2 separate regions of the Xenopus laevis genome follow, and region 1 is linked to region 2. Evidence: chromatin contacts called from public Hi-C data. All regions are on one chromosome and are shown on one strand. Each heading gives the region's core, a stretch centred on a gene start, on an enhancer-like site or on the middle of the called end of the contact. The rest is flanking DNA. Distances are from core to core; before and after follow the strand shown.

What was found. Hi-C and Micro-C count contacts between places; a contact is called where the count stands out from the background.
Region 1: a Hi-C map of animal cap shows a contact between it and region 2, with 6 times the contacts expected there. The contact joins the promoter of prpf40b.S here to the enhancer-like site in region 2. A contact is called at or near these places in 3 of 4 Hi-C or Micro-C datasets (the XL177 cell line, the XTC cell line and animal cap).

What each region holds. Positions count from the first base shown.
Region 1 is chr2S:126,955,541-126,961,863 of Xenopus_laevis_v10.1, forward strand. prpf40b.S (pre-mRNA-processing factor 40 homolog B) reads left to right here and starts at 1,364. Exons shown (of 27, transcript XM_018249973.2): 1 at 1,364-1,509; 2 at 5,201-5,281. The coding sequence starts at 1,507.
Region 2 is chr2S:126,808,923-126,814,606 of Xenopus_laevis_v10.1, forward strand. No RefSeq gene overlaps it. Among protein-coding and RNA genes, the nearest start is that of nr4a1.S, 35 kb to the right of the region's middle. Within about 2 kb of position 2,164, at least 2 of the 7 cell types and tissues checked have an H3K27ac peak or open chromatin away from gene starts, as enhancers often do. A contact at or near this core is called in animal cap, where this site is marked.

The sequences.
Region 1 (6,323 bases), core at 114-2,613, 150 kb after region 2:
AGTCAATACAATCACTTGGGGGTGCCTAATATATGGCACCCCCAAGTCCACAAAGCCTTTCCTTCTCCTTTAAGACACTGGAGTTTTTTTTGAGTTATTTAGCTTTTTATTTTGCAGCTCTTCAATTTGCATTATAAACAATCTGGAAGCTAGGGTCCAATTTACCCTAGCAACCATGCATTGATTTGAATAAGAGACAGGAATATGAATAGGAGAGGACCTTACTAAAAAGATGAGAAATATAAATTAGCAATAACAATAAATTGGCAGCCTTACAGAACATTTGCTTTCAGATGGGGTCAGTGACGCCCATTTGAAAGCTTGAAAGTGTCAGAAGAAAAAAGCAAATAATTATAAAACTATAAAAAATAAATACTGAAACCCAATGGAAAAGTTGCTTAGAATTTGCCTTTCTATTACATATTAAAAGTTTACATAAAGGTGAACCACCCCTTTAACAACAGATGAAGCAGATCCCACAGTTACAAGGGTCTCCGGGAAGAGGGGGCCAAGACTATGGGGTCTGCTTCCTATAGTTATGAAAATCCCCTGCTGTCTTACCTACTTCAGCACAAGTGGCCAGGAGATAGGGATGTGATTGAGCAAGTGGGCAGGAAGGTGGAGCTGCAGTGTACTGGGCCCCTCTGAAGTCTTTGGGGGGGGGGGCAGTGCAGTGTTGTTACCCCACTGTCAGTGACCCCCGTTTTAAATCTGAAAAGAAACAGAAAAGAACAGCAAGTTTTAAAGAAACAAATGCCCAACTGAAAAATTGCTAAGAAAAGACCATTCTATGACTTACATAAGGTGAACCACCCATGATGATCTCCTTTGAGTAAACTGTTAGTATGATGTAGAGAGTGACATTTGACATAATTTGCAATCGGTTTTCATTTTTTATTATTTGTCTTTTTACAGTTATTTGCCTTATTATTCAGCAGCTCTCCAGTTTGCAATATCAGCAATCTGGTTGCTAGGGGCCAAATTTCCCTAGCAACCATGCATTGATTTGAATAAGAGACTGGAATAGGAACAGGAGAGGGCCCAAAAAGGAGTCATAAAAAGTAGCAATAACTATAAATCTGAAACCTTACAGAGCATTTTTTTTTTAGATGGGGTGAGTGACCCCCACTGAAAAGAATCAAAAGACGAAGAAATAATTATGATAATATTAAAAAAAAATGGAGACCAATTGAAAGGTTGTTTAGAATTGGACATTCTTTAACATACTTTAAGTTAACTTCAAGGTGAACCACCCGTTTAACGCCTGCTGGATAACACACAGGTAGTGGGATCCAAACCCTCATGTCCAGACTGACATTTAACTAGGCCCCTGTTTTGCAAGAACACTCAGCTTCAGCTAAGGGGGCAGCAGACAGGGGAATTGTCGCGTCGGTACTGAAAGTGTTAACCCTTCTGCCGTCCCCGCCTCTTGCTGACGTTGTGGCCAATGAGCGCGCAGCTTGTTGCAGGGGCGGTACCAGTGATGGGGTTTCGGCTGGCGCAGAGATGGTAGCGTAGCTTTGTTTATTTCTCTCTGGGTAATTGGGGGGAAGTGGGGTTAGTATAATGGACACCGGAGTGGGGTGTGTGGGATCACTGTCTATTCATTCCTTTATTCCCGGATGCTTGTCTTCTAATTGGTTGTTTGGTTGGGGAGCATCAGGGACAGAGCCTGCAGGGCAAATGGGTGTGTGTGTGAGGCACTGGGGTTATTATATGTATAATGTAGAGGTGGTGGCTGAGGTTCCATGCAGTGGTCAGGAATAGGGGACAGCTACTTAACTAATAATATATTATTATTATTATATAGGAGCTGCATATGGCTTGCAAATGGTTGGTAGGAACCTGAACTGTGCTGTATGTGTAATATAAAGGTTATGATATGCAGTGTGAGCTCAGGGAGTTGTGTGCTATTGCTTACAACTACTGCAAATATTGCCTGGGGACATATAAGAGGATCTGGTAGGAAGATAATATGCCTTTGGGGCCGTGGGATATATAGTGAATTAAGTACCCCCTCTTGTAAGTTATAAGGATATTATAAGTCACCGAGCAATTTTATGACCATATAAAAACACGAGGCCAGGTCATGGAACAACGAGGTAACTTCTAATATCCTCATATTTTGCAACTGGGGGTACTTTATTATAATACACAAGTTTCAGTGAGTCATGTGACAGAAATGACGCCAGAACTCACCGTTTATAACTGATGACATCAGAACTCACCGTTTATAAGGATATAATTTACAGGATATTCATGGCTTTTGTGTATTATATAATCATATCTATATGGGACATAATCAGTGGCAGAACTACTGGGGGAGTAGGGGGTGCTAGGGCCTGCACCCCCTCAGGGTCCCCCGGCAGCCCGCACGCTACTGAAATGCGGGCTGTACGGAGTGGGGCGGGGGCCCGGCTGCTGGATATAATCATACGGAAAGTGTCTCTAATGCACATGTTTTCGTACACGTTTTTATACATTCAAAGCTTAAATGGAGCAGAGGAATTGTGTGATCTCTGCAAATAAGAATGGATTTCTATATAGTATTTAGCAGATACTGTGGGGAAACATTTTCCGATATCGTATTTAGCAGATACTGTGGGGAAACATATCTAAGCTCCAAATCTACATTGGGATGTTAAGGACAAAATTCATTGTTTGGAGGTATGCACTAGAGCAGGTATCCCCAACCTTTTGAACCTGTGAGCAACATTCAGAGGTAAAAGGAGTTGGGGTACCAAATAAGTGCTGTGATTGGTCATTTGTTAGTCCCTATGTGGATTGTCAACATCCAAGGGGTTGGAGAGCAACATGTTGCTCCCGAGCTACTGGTTGGGGATCACTGCACTAGAGACAAAATGAGCAGTTGAGAAAATAAAGCAAATCATTCATTAAAGGACCTGTTTTCCTTCCAAGCCATTTTTGGTATGTAGGCACATAAGACAATTTGTGACTGACCTTCATTTTTTTTTGTATTCTTTTTGTATCTTTAAATATTTTTTAATTATATTTTAACGGTTATGCTATGTGTTAATGACACTAACAACCAAGGAGAAATTGGGAAGTCAATAGGAGAAGTAGAACATCTGGAGATAAATATTAGCAATGAAAACAATAAACTTGAAGCCTCACAGTCAGTGTGCTTTTTTGGTTGCCCATATTAGTGACCTGACAGTCAGACAGCATTTTTACCTGAAGACTAATCGGAAGGCGGATCAGCCATATCAAATTGTTAATGAAGACCAACTGAAATGTTTAGCATCTGTAATATATAAAAGCATATTCCAGCCAGCTTATTAAAAATGGTTGTAAAGAAAATCTTTAAATTCAATGTGCCAAGAGTTGCTTTAAATGTGGGCACATCATTTCCTGCCATATGATCCTATCATTAATGAAAATTCTGTTTAATTATTTATATTTTGTCTCTGCATCTACACTCTGTAGCTAGGGTCAAATATGCCAATGCAGGAATGGAACCTATTATCCAGAATGCCTGGCATCTGGGGTCTTTCTGTAATTTGGACCACCATAACTGTAAGGGCTCTTACACATAAACACATCAGATTGATTGCAATATATTCTGTGTGGATGTACTCACGAGCATTCAGAGTTGCAAATTATTCCATTTGATTTTTTTTTAGATTCAACATGAATCTGAATTTGCTTGTGCTTGGCGGCATTCAGAAACGAATAGAATAGAAGGTTTTGTTTGGAACTGACAACACATTTCTTTGCCAATTTACAGAAAGTAGAAAGTAGACAAGGCCTGGAAGCCATTTTAAAAAAGGGTAAAACTAAGCATGATGTTGAATTTTATGGATTATATTGCTATGTGTGAGCCAGGTAGCCGTGCAGTGACTAAAAAAAATACATTATAAATAGGCTAATCCCATTTGGTTTGACAGATTCAGATGTGCTTTGATGAACCTGATTATTAGTCTCCTTTCCTTTTGCACACAAAGGAAAAATAGGACTTTTCATATAACTTAAGAACAGTTTTGTATAGCAGAGATTTATTTAGTGTAAACACATTTCGCATTATAAACACCAGGGTGGCTGAGGAGGCATCGCTGTGAATAGGGTCCCTTTGAAGATGTTTTTGTAATGGGGGCCGACCCATTCTAGTTACTCCATTGTTCGGCACTGTATGATATAATCATGTTTAGGGACACTGATCAATTATAGATCATGGGGACTGTAGTGTTGGAGAATTGTGTTTTAATATAAAAAGAATGCCTCTATTTCTAGTGGCAATATGATGAGGTATGCAAATACTTACATAAAGCTCAAGGGAAATATTATACCACTGAGGTCCCTGTCTTTATCTGGCAGAATTAGACATCATGTGCCTGACATACTCCAAGTGTGATATAATATTCTAAGTTAAATAAGGCTTGCTGTCCAAGCCCCCACCCAGAACATTTTGGCAAATGCTTATATGATAAAGTCATACCCTGAACTATTTTTAGTTGCATTATTTGGGTCTAGTGGTGTAGGTAATTCAAGAAGGGCTATCCTGTTTACACATACAGGTTGTTCTAACTGTTATTTGTAAAATATATTTTCTTGAGTAAAAATCGAGTTGTTTCAGTGTGAGCTAATGTTTCTTTGTATTTAAAGGCTTATCCCCTATGAACAACTGGAGGTTTTTGGCCTAAGATACTACTATATCTGAGACTGGCTGGCCAGCCAAAGTCTATGTTACCTTTCCCCATTGCCCTCTTGTTGTGTTATTAATTCTCTGGCAAGAAGCAAGCTAGGACTTGTAAAGAGGTGTAACCAACTGAAAACGAATGGTTTCCCATAGGCATCGATGCAGGAAGAGCAATTTATTAGTTTGCTAATAAACTGTACAGAGATACCCAATCATTTTCAATTTGCAAAACATGTTCAGTTGTGGCTGAAGCAGCTTCCAGGGCAGCTGCAATTACCATGGAATTGTGACAGAAAATGCCACATTGTGGTTAAAAAACCTGGTGATTTGTGCCTTAAAAAACTGGGCACTGTAAGTATAGTGAATATTGCAGGCAGTAACATTAATGTGCGCTACATAATTAATGCTGTTACTTAACCTAAAGCTGTGCCATCTGCACCCAAATACCACCTGATATTTCTTTCTAACATCACAGGTGCATAGATGTAAATCCAACTCATATGATAATAGTCTGTGGCTAACTGTTTCTTTTTTCTGATTTAGTCAGCACCAGACTCAGGAACAGCTCCACCCGGACAACCTACTCCTTTTCCCACGGCTCCGCCCCTGATGCCTCCACCTTTTGTAAGTGCTTTTGTTCTCTTGCGTGCACTTGTCTTGTTGATCATAAATAATCAATGCATGTTATTATTTACTAAGGTAAGAATTCAAGTAATAAGGCTGAATAAGAACAGAATAACACCCTGATGGCCCCTCTATCTCCCCGAACTGACTTCCGCCTGCTATGAGAAAACGCCAGCGCACTGGCACTCGCGGCATTTAGATTTCCGAAGTTGCCTCATGAGGAAATGGAAGTGCTGTGAGTGCATTGGCGCAGGTGTTTTCTTCATTATAGCAGGGGGAAGGCAGTTTGGAGGGATTGTCACCCCGCAGAAGAGGTGGTTAGTCGCCAGGCGACTAAATCTCCCTAAATTTGCCTGTGTGCCCCTGCATCGAATCCAGGATTCGGTTCGGGATTCGGCCAGGATTCGGTCTTCTTCAGTTTGTTACATGGCCCCCAGTAACTTCTTCTTCTTTTTATAATTCTTATTCATATTATTATCAACTACCTGTAAGTTAAATGGAAAAGATCCTCTTTTTAAGTACACGTATGGGATATGTTATCCGGAAACCCGCTATCCCGAATTACTGAAGGCCATTTCCCATAGACTCCATTTTATCCAAATAATCCAAATTTAAAAATGATTTCCTTTTTCTCTGTAAGAAAAAACAGTATCTTATACTTGATCCCAACTAAGATATAATTAATCTTTATTGGAAGCAAAACCAGCTTATTGGGTTTATTTAATGTTTGCATGATTTTCTAGTAGTCTTAAGGTATGAAGATCCAAATTATGGAAAGATCCATTATCCGGAAAACCCCCAGGTCCCAAGCATTCTGGATAACAGGTCCCATATGTAGTATATATCTTCTACAGAGGTATATCTGTTATGAGGCATGGTGGGAACTTTTGTCTAGGTTGGCAATATACTGAAAGAGGGTGTTCAAATGAAAAAAACTGCCCTCATACTTTTATGATCTGTTTATAGCAAATGTAATAGTAGGCACATAATTATTAAAGGTTAGACATATAACTTAACTTAGCTGAGGTGCTTTTCTTGTTTT
Region 2 (5,684 bases), core at 914-3,413:
TTCCTCCAAGGGGGACGTCGACACATGAGTCACAGGAACAGCGGGTGTTTGCAGAATCGGCCTTTGAAAGCGAGGGGCCAACAAGGGAGAAAATCGTCTGCTGCGCTCTCTCTCCACCTGGTGCTCTCTGAGACGAGTGTCCACTTTAATGGATAGAGCGATCAGCCCTTCCAAGGTGTCAGGAGTCTCTCTGGAGACGAGATCATCTTTGATGCGGATGGATAGGCCTTGGTAGTATACAGCCTTGTAAGCGTCATCACACCAGGAAGTCTCCGCCATCAGTGTTCGGAAGTCTATAGCATAGTCATTGACACTGCGGCTTCCCTGCCGGAGCTGCAAGAGACGGGCAGGGGCGTTCGTAACCCGACCTGGAGCATCAAAGATTAAACGAAAAGCTTGGAGAAAGTCTTTAACATCAAAAGTCAGCGGGGAATTCTTCTCCCAAAGAGACGTTGCCCACTCCAGTGGCTTGCCTTCCAATCGAGACATCACATACCCCACCTTGGAACGCTCACTAGGAAACTGTGTGGGTTGGAACTCAAATTGAATTTGGCATTGCGTGGCAAACCCCCTGCAGGCTTGTGGGTCCCCACTGAAGCGAGGGGGAGGTGGAATGCGAGGCTCACCTGTCGGGTAGCTTGCGTTCGTAGGGGCTGTCGCCATGGGGGGATCTCCAGTAGGTGGAGCAGTGGAAGGCTCAGAAGGCACTTGAGCTAGCAGGACATCGAGTGCTTGCCCAATGCGAACCTGCTGGTTTTCGTAGTCCTCCATGCGGGATGCCAGTCCGCGGAGCGCTCGTCCGACATGAGGTGTGGCTTCCTCAGAAGGATCCATGGCCCGAAAATAATGTCAGGGAGCCGGGAGCCCCTTCTGGGGAGTAGTCCGGATCTAGGAGGAAGCCCCTCAGGAGGGATCAGGATCGTGGTATCCAGGGATAAGCAGAAAGGGTAATCGGGTTCAGGCTACAGGTCACAAGGCAGGCAGAATATAATCAAAGTCCAAAGTCCAGGCAGGGGGTCAATAGCAGGCAGAGAATCAGCGAAGTCCAGGTCCAGGCAAAGGGTCACAACAAGGAATCAGGCAGATATAAGTAGGGAAAACAGCAAGGGAACCCAGGAAACTCTCAGGGAACAGAATCCTATTTTCGGGCGCCATCTTGGCGTCTCAGGCGTCCTTTTATGTTTGAATTTGGCGCCCTTGCGCCAGCGTCAGCGCGCCTGCGACCGTCGCGCCGCGCTGACGTCACGGCGCCGGCGTCGGAACCCACGTGGGTTGACTGGGCGCCGCCATCTTGAATTCTTCGCCGCCGGGAGCGGACGCGACTCCTCGCGCTCCCGGCGGTCTTGACAGCAGCTCTCTTGGTTTCCACTAATTGGTTACCAGGCAGTAACCAATTGGTGCTTTTGGATCTGAGCTGAATGCTGAGGATCAATTACAAACTCACTGAACACTTATGTCCCATGTGGCCCCCCTTGAAGTCACTGACTAACTCAGAGTTAGAGCTGAAAAGCAGGAAGTAGTGTTCTGGCTATTATGTTACACACCCAGTCACTCCAGCCTTTATATATTAAATTTTTGGCTAATTAAGTATATTAGAATCATTTTTTATTTTGGACAGCCTATCTATCTATTTACCCAGTTTTTATTTTTATATGAACTGTTCCTTTAATGTTGACCAGCCAAACAATTTCTATTATTCACCCAGAAGCATTCAGTATTTACACACATTCCAGCTCAGTTTCAGAAACTGGAAACAGAGCTGTCTTTCGGGTGTTACCTTCCTGGACCTCACAGAGCAGCAGTTACATGCATGAGTTAATGAAATACAATGGCACCCCACAGCTTTCTACCTTTTTACTACAGTTGTTGAAAAAGTTAAAATCTACAACAACAAATGTAAATAAATGCCTCTTTTTATTTTTATTTTATTCTTTCTACAACATGCCCTTGAGTTCAAGCCAGTGACATTCTGCCTCATCCCCTTTTGTTAATGGTTTACAAAAAAACACAATCTCAGGGTGATTTTAAGAATATGTATATTTTCTTCTAAAACTATCCTAAGGGTGACTCAGCTGCTGCAGTTTAGGACGGGCCAGTTTCTTTGTGCCACAAGGTGGTGATATATACTAAATACAATGAAGAGGTTCTACTGTATTGCATGGTTGCGTGTGCCAAACAAAATATACTTCTGCTCTGAAGCATCACTAGTAGCTCAGTGTACAGACAGTAAAGAAGAGAAGGTGATACTAAGCACATTTACTGGAGTACATCTTTATTCACTTACAAAGAATGTATTGGCATGTAAGCATTGACTATCCATGTGCATAGAATATACAGTTACGGGACCTGTTATCCAGAATGCTTGGGACCTGGGGTTTTCTGGATAATCTTGTCTCCATACCGTAAGTCTATAATAAACAAATAATTTAATTATTTGATTAAAATGGAGTCTATGGGAGATGGGCATAATTCTGAGCTTCTAGATAATGGGTTTCCGGATAACAGATCCCATACCTGTAATAGTAAACAAAAAAGGAAAGCGTGTGTGTGTGTGGGTGGGGGGCGGGGGAGCTGTCTTATTTCGGCACAAATAAATCTATTATGCATCTGTACATACAAATAAAAATCCTTTGAGAAAGGTATGTAATCAACAACATAAGACTAGTTCTTCAGTATTTCTACTGAAAGCACTTTTAATGCAGTTTTTTTGAATGGTGATATGTAAAAAAAATATCAGGGCTGGCACTAGGGATAGGAAGAGTATGTACATGACTAGGGTGCTGGGGGTGCATTCATTCCCAGTGCCCTAAGCCCACTCCCTCCAAGTACTTGCCTTGGGTGCCAGTATGTTTTAGCCCAGCCCTGAAGCACATTGATATTTGTTAGCTTCATTTGTAAATCTTGTGCAGCTTGTTTACTTCCATGCAGTGGTACAAAGAAATGCGTATGCATACCTATCCCTGGGGATGCTACAGCCCTGCATTGTTTGCAGTTTTAATCCCATGTATTGTTCACACCTTTAAAATGTTCACACCTGTAAGGAACCTCCATTGTTCACACCTGTAATACCCTGTACTGACCACACCCAAAACTCCACATTATTCATCTGTTCACTCAAAGACTGTAGGAGCAGCCCTGGCATTGTATCACTGTAAATAGTCTCCTACCCAGCTCTGCCTGTGCCTGCTCTACCCTACCTGTGTGTGCCATACTCTACTTGCCCTACTCTGCCTTAATCATGTGCCGGAGGGTTGCTGTGCTATCCACAGGGGAGGAAGAGGCATATAGATTTAAGGTTATGTCTTAATAAACATTTTTCACAAATAAGTAAAGAGTGATATCCCTGCAGTGAGCACCAATCATTTCGGTTTTTTTTGTGTGCCACTACCTTTAATGTGGGTATGGCCTTAACATTTTTTGTGATAACATGAATGTAGTTAAAAGGGGGAATGCTCAAGACTGGGTTCCATTATCGGCCCTCCACCAAGTAGGCCAGAAAAATTCTGTCCCCGAGTACCACAGTTGGACAGAATTGTGTCCATGTATACTGTACATGTTTTGGGGATATCACTAGTCTCACTTTATATAATTTCAAAAGTACAGTACATCTTTATTGCCTGTAACCACCATAGGCCTTTGCAGAGAGCCTGCAAATAAAAAAGAACAAATTAATTTTCTCTAAACTTTCCTTAGTGGAGCAACATTACAAAACTATCCTGTTATGCTTGTAAAATTTGATAATATCTGGTAGGGATGCACCAAATTCATTTTTTTGGATTCGGCCGAACCCCCAAATCCTTTGCCAAAATTTGGCAGAATACCGAACCAAATCCAAATTGGCATATGCCAGGGGGGGGAAGGAGAAAACATTTTTTACTTACTTGTTTTGTGACAAAAAGTCACGCAATTTCCCTCCCCACCCCATATGCAAATTAGGATTTGGATTTGGTTTGGCCAGGCAGAATGATTCGGCCGAATCCGATTCCTGCTGAAAAAGGTAGAATCCTGGCCGAATCCCAAACCGAATCCCGGATTCGGTTCATCCCTAATATCTTAAAATCTAAGAAAAAATAATGTATGTCAACTTTAGAAGTGCCTAGAATCAAAATACACTCAATTATATTGTGGGTTTACATTCCCTTCATGGGCTTAAGGGGGGCACTATGAGGCTTATATTATGAGCAATTTCAGCATCTATTGGTAAAACAGGACAATCTCTAGATATGTTTGGGGCCTTATAACATCTAGTTACAACACTGATTTCGTTTAATTTATAAAACTATGAACATAGATGGGGACCAAGTAGTTGATCTCTGTATTTAGACCAGTTGGAAATGTAACTGGGGGTATCTTTAAATGTAACATACTTGCACTGAACTGACTTTTACAGAAGGTGCTGCTCCCTTCCCTTGCCCCTTGCCTCCTTGGGAATAAGAAGACTCCAACACATTCTTTTAATTATAAATATTATGGGTATAATAACACTACAGGAAGGTAATGCATAAATAAAGCGATTGCAAGGCTAACAGTTAACGAAGCACAGTAATGTCTCCGCAGACAAGCAAAGAGGGAAATATAATATTAATATTTCCGTTAAAATAAATATAATTAAATACAATTAAAATAAAGACCACAGCAGAAGTTTTTGAGTCTTTTGGGCAGTGAAGTTCCAACTTACAGCGAATCCTTATCAAGGGCTCTCCTGGGCCCGTATGTAATTCAAATATAAGTAAAGAAGAATCGCTGTATTTCCTGACAAAGCAAAGGAAAAGGGGAACAAAAACAGATATGCGTAATATGGTGCAGTATTTTCTGCTATTTTATATAAATGCACCTTTAACTGTGCGTGATTAAACGTGTATAATAGTGCAAACACTGTGTGACAAAATTAAAACACTTAAATTGTGCGACTGTGTATCTGTTTTATATATACATATACACCACTGCTAATTTGTACATTAGTGTGAAAAGATAATATAAGTGAATTAAAAAATTTTTAACAGTGAAAAAGAAATAAACAAAAGTTTAACGATAATAATATATAAAAAAAAAAAAAAATACCCTTGTCTCACAGACACCTCTTATAGTTAATATAAGTGAGGGAAAGTGGAGAAAATCTGTTAACAAATTATTTTCAAGGACACCAAATGGTAACAAGTATAGAGAGTTTGATTTAATTGCTTAATTAGCTCCTTTTAAATGAACTCTTCACCCAGTGCTGTTCTGGTGGTATATTATACTCACAGACGTGAGTGAATCTGCGCTTTTGAGAGAACAGGCCGTGTCCTTCCAACATTCATCTGGCAACCTTCTAGCTAGGCAGAAAATAGAGCAGCATGTGCAGTATCGTTTAAAAAAGCTGTTTAATAAAAATATAAAATACACTCACAAACGCCTCTTTTAAAATCACATGTAAAATCTGTGTAGTCCGCTTTTCAAATGAAACCGCAGCGTCCTTTACTTTGCTCTGCGCATCTCAATCTTGCGCTGCAGCTCCAAACGATCTGTCTCCGCTCGACGCGTTTCGCCAATAGGCTTCTTCCAAGAGCGATTTCTTCTTCCCATAATGCTCTCTACTTAAAGCCCAGCTAGATTCAAAACTGTCCAAACTTTATCCGCACAAATAAACACAAACAAATCCAATTCACGAGTTCCCATCGTAAAGGCATATCTACACCTATAGC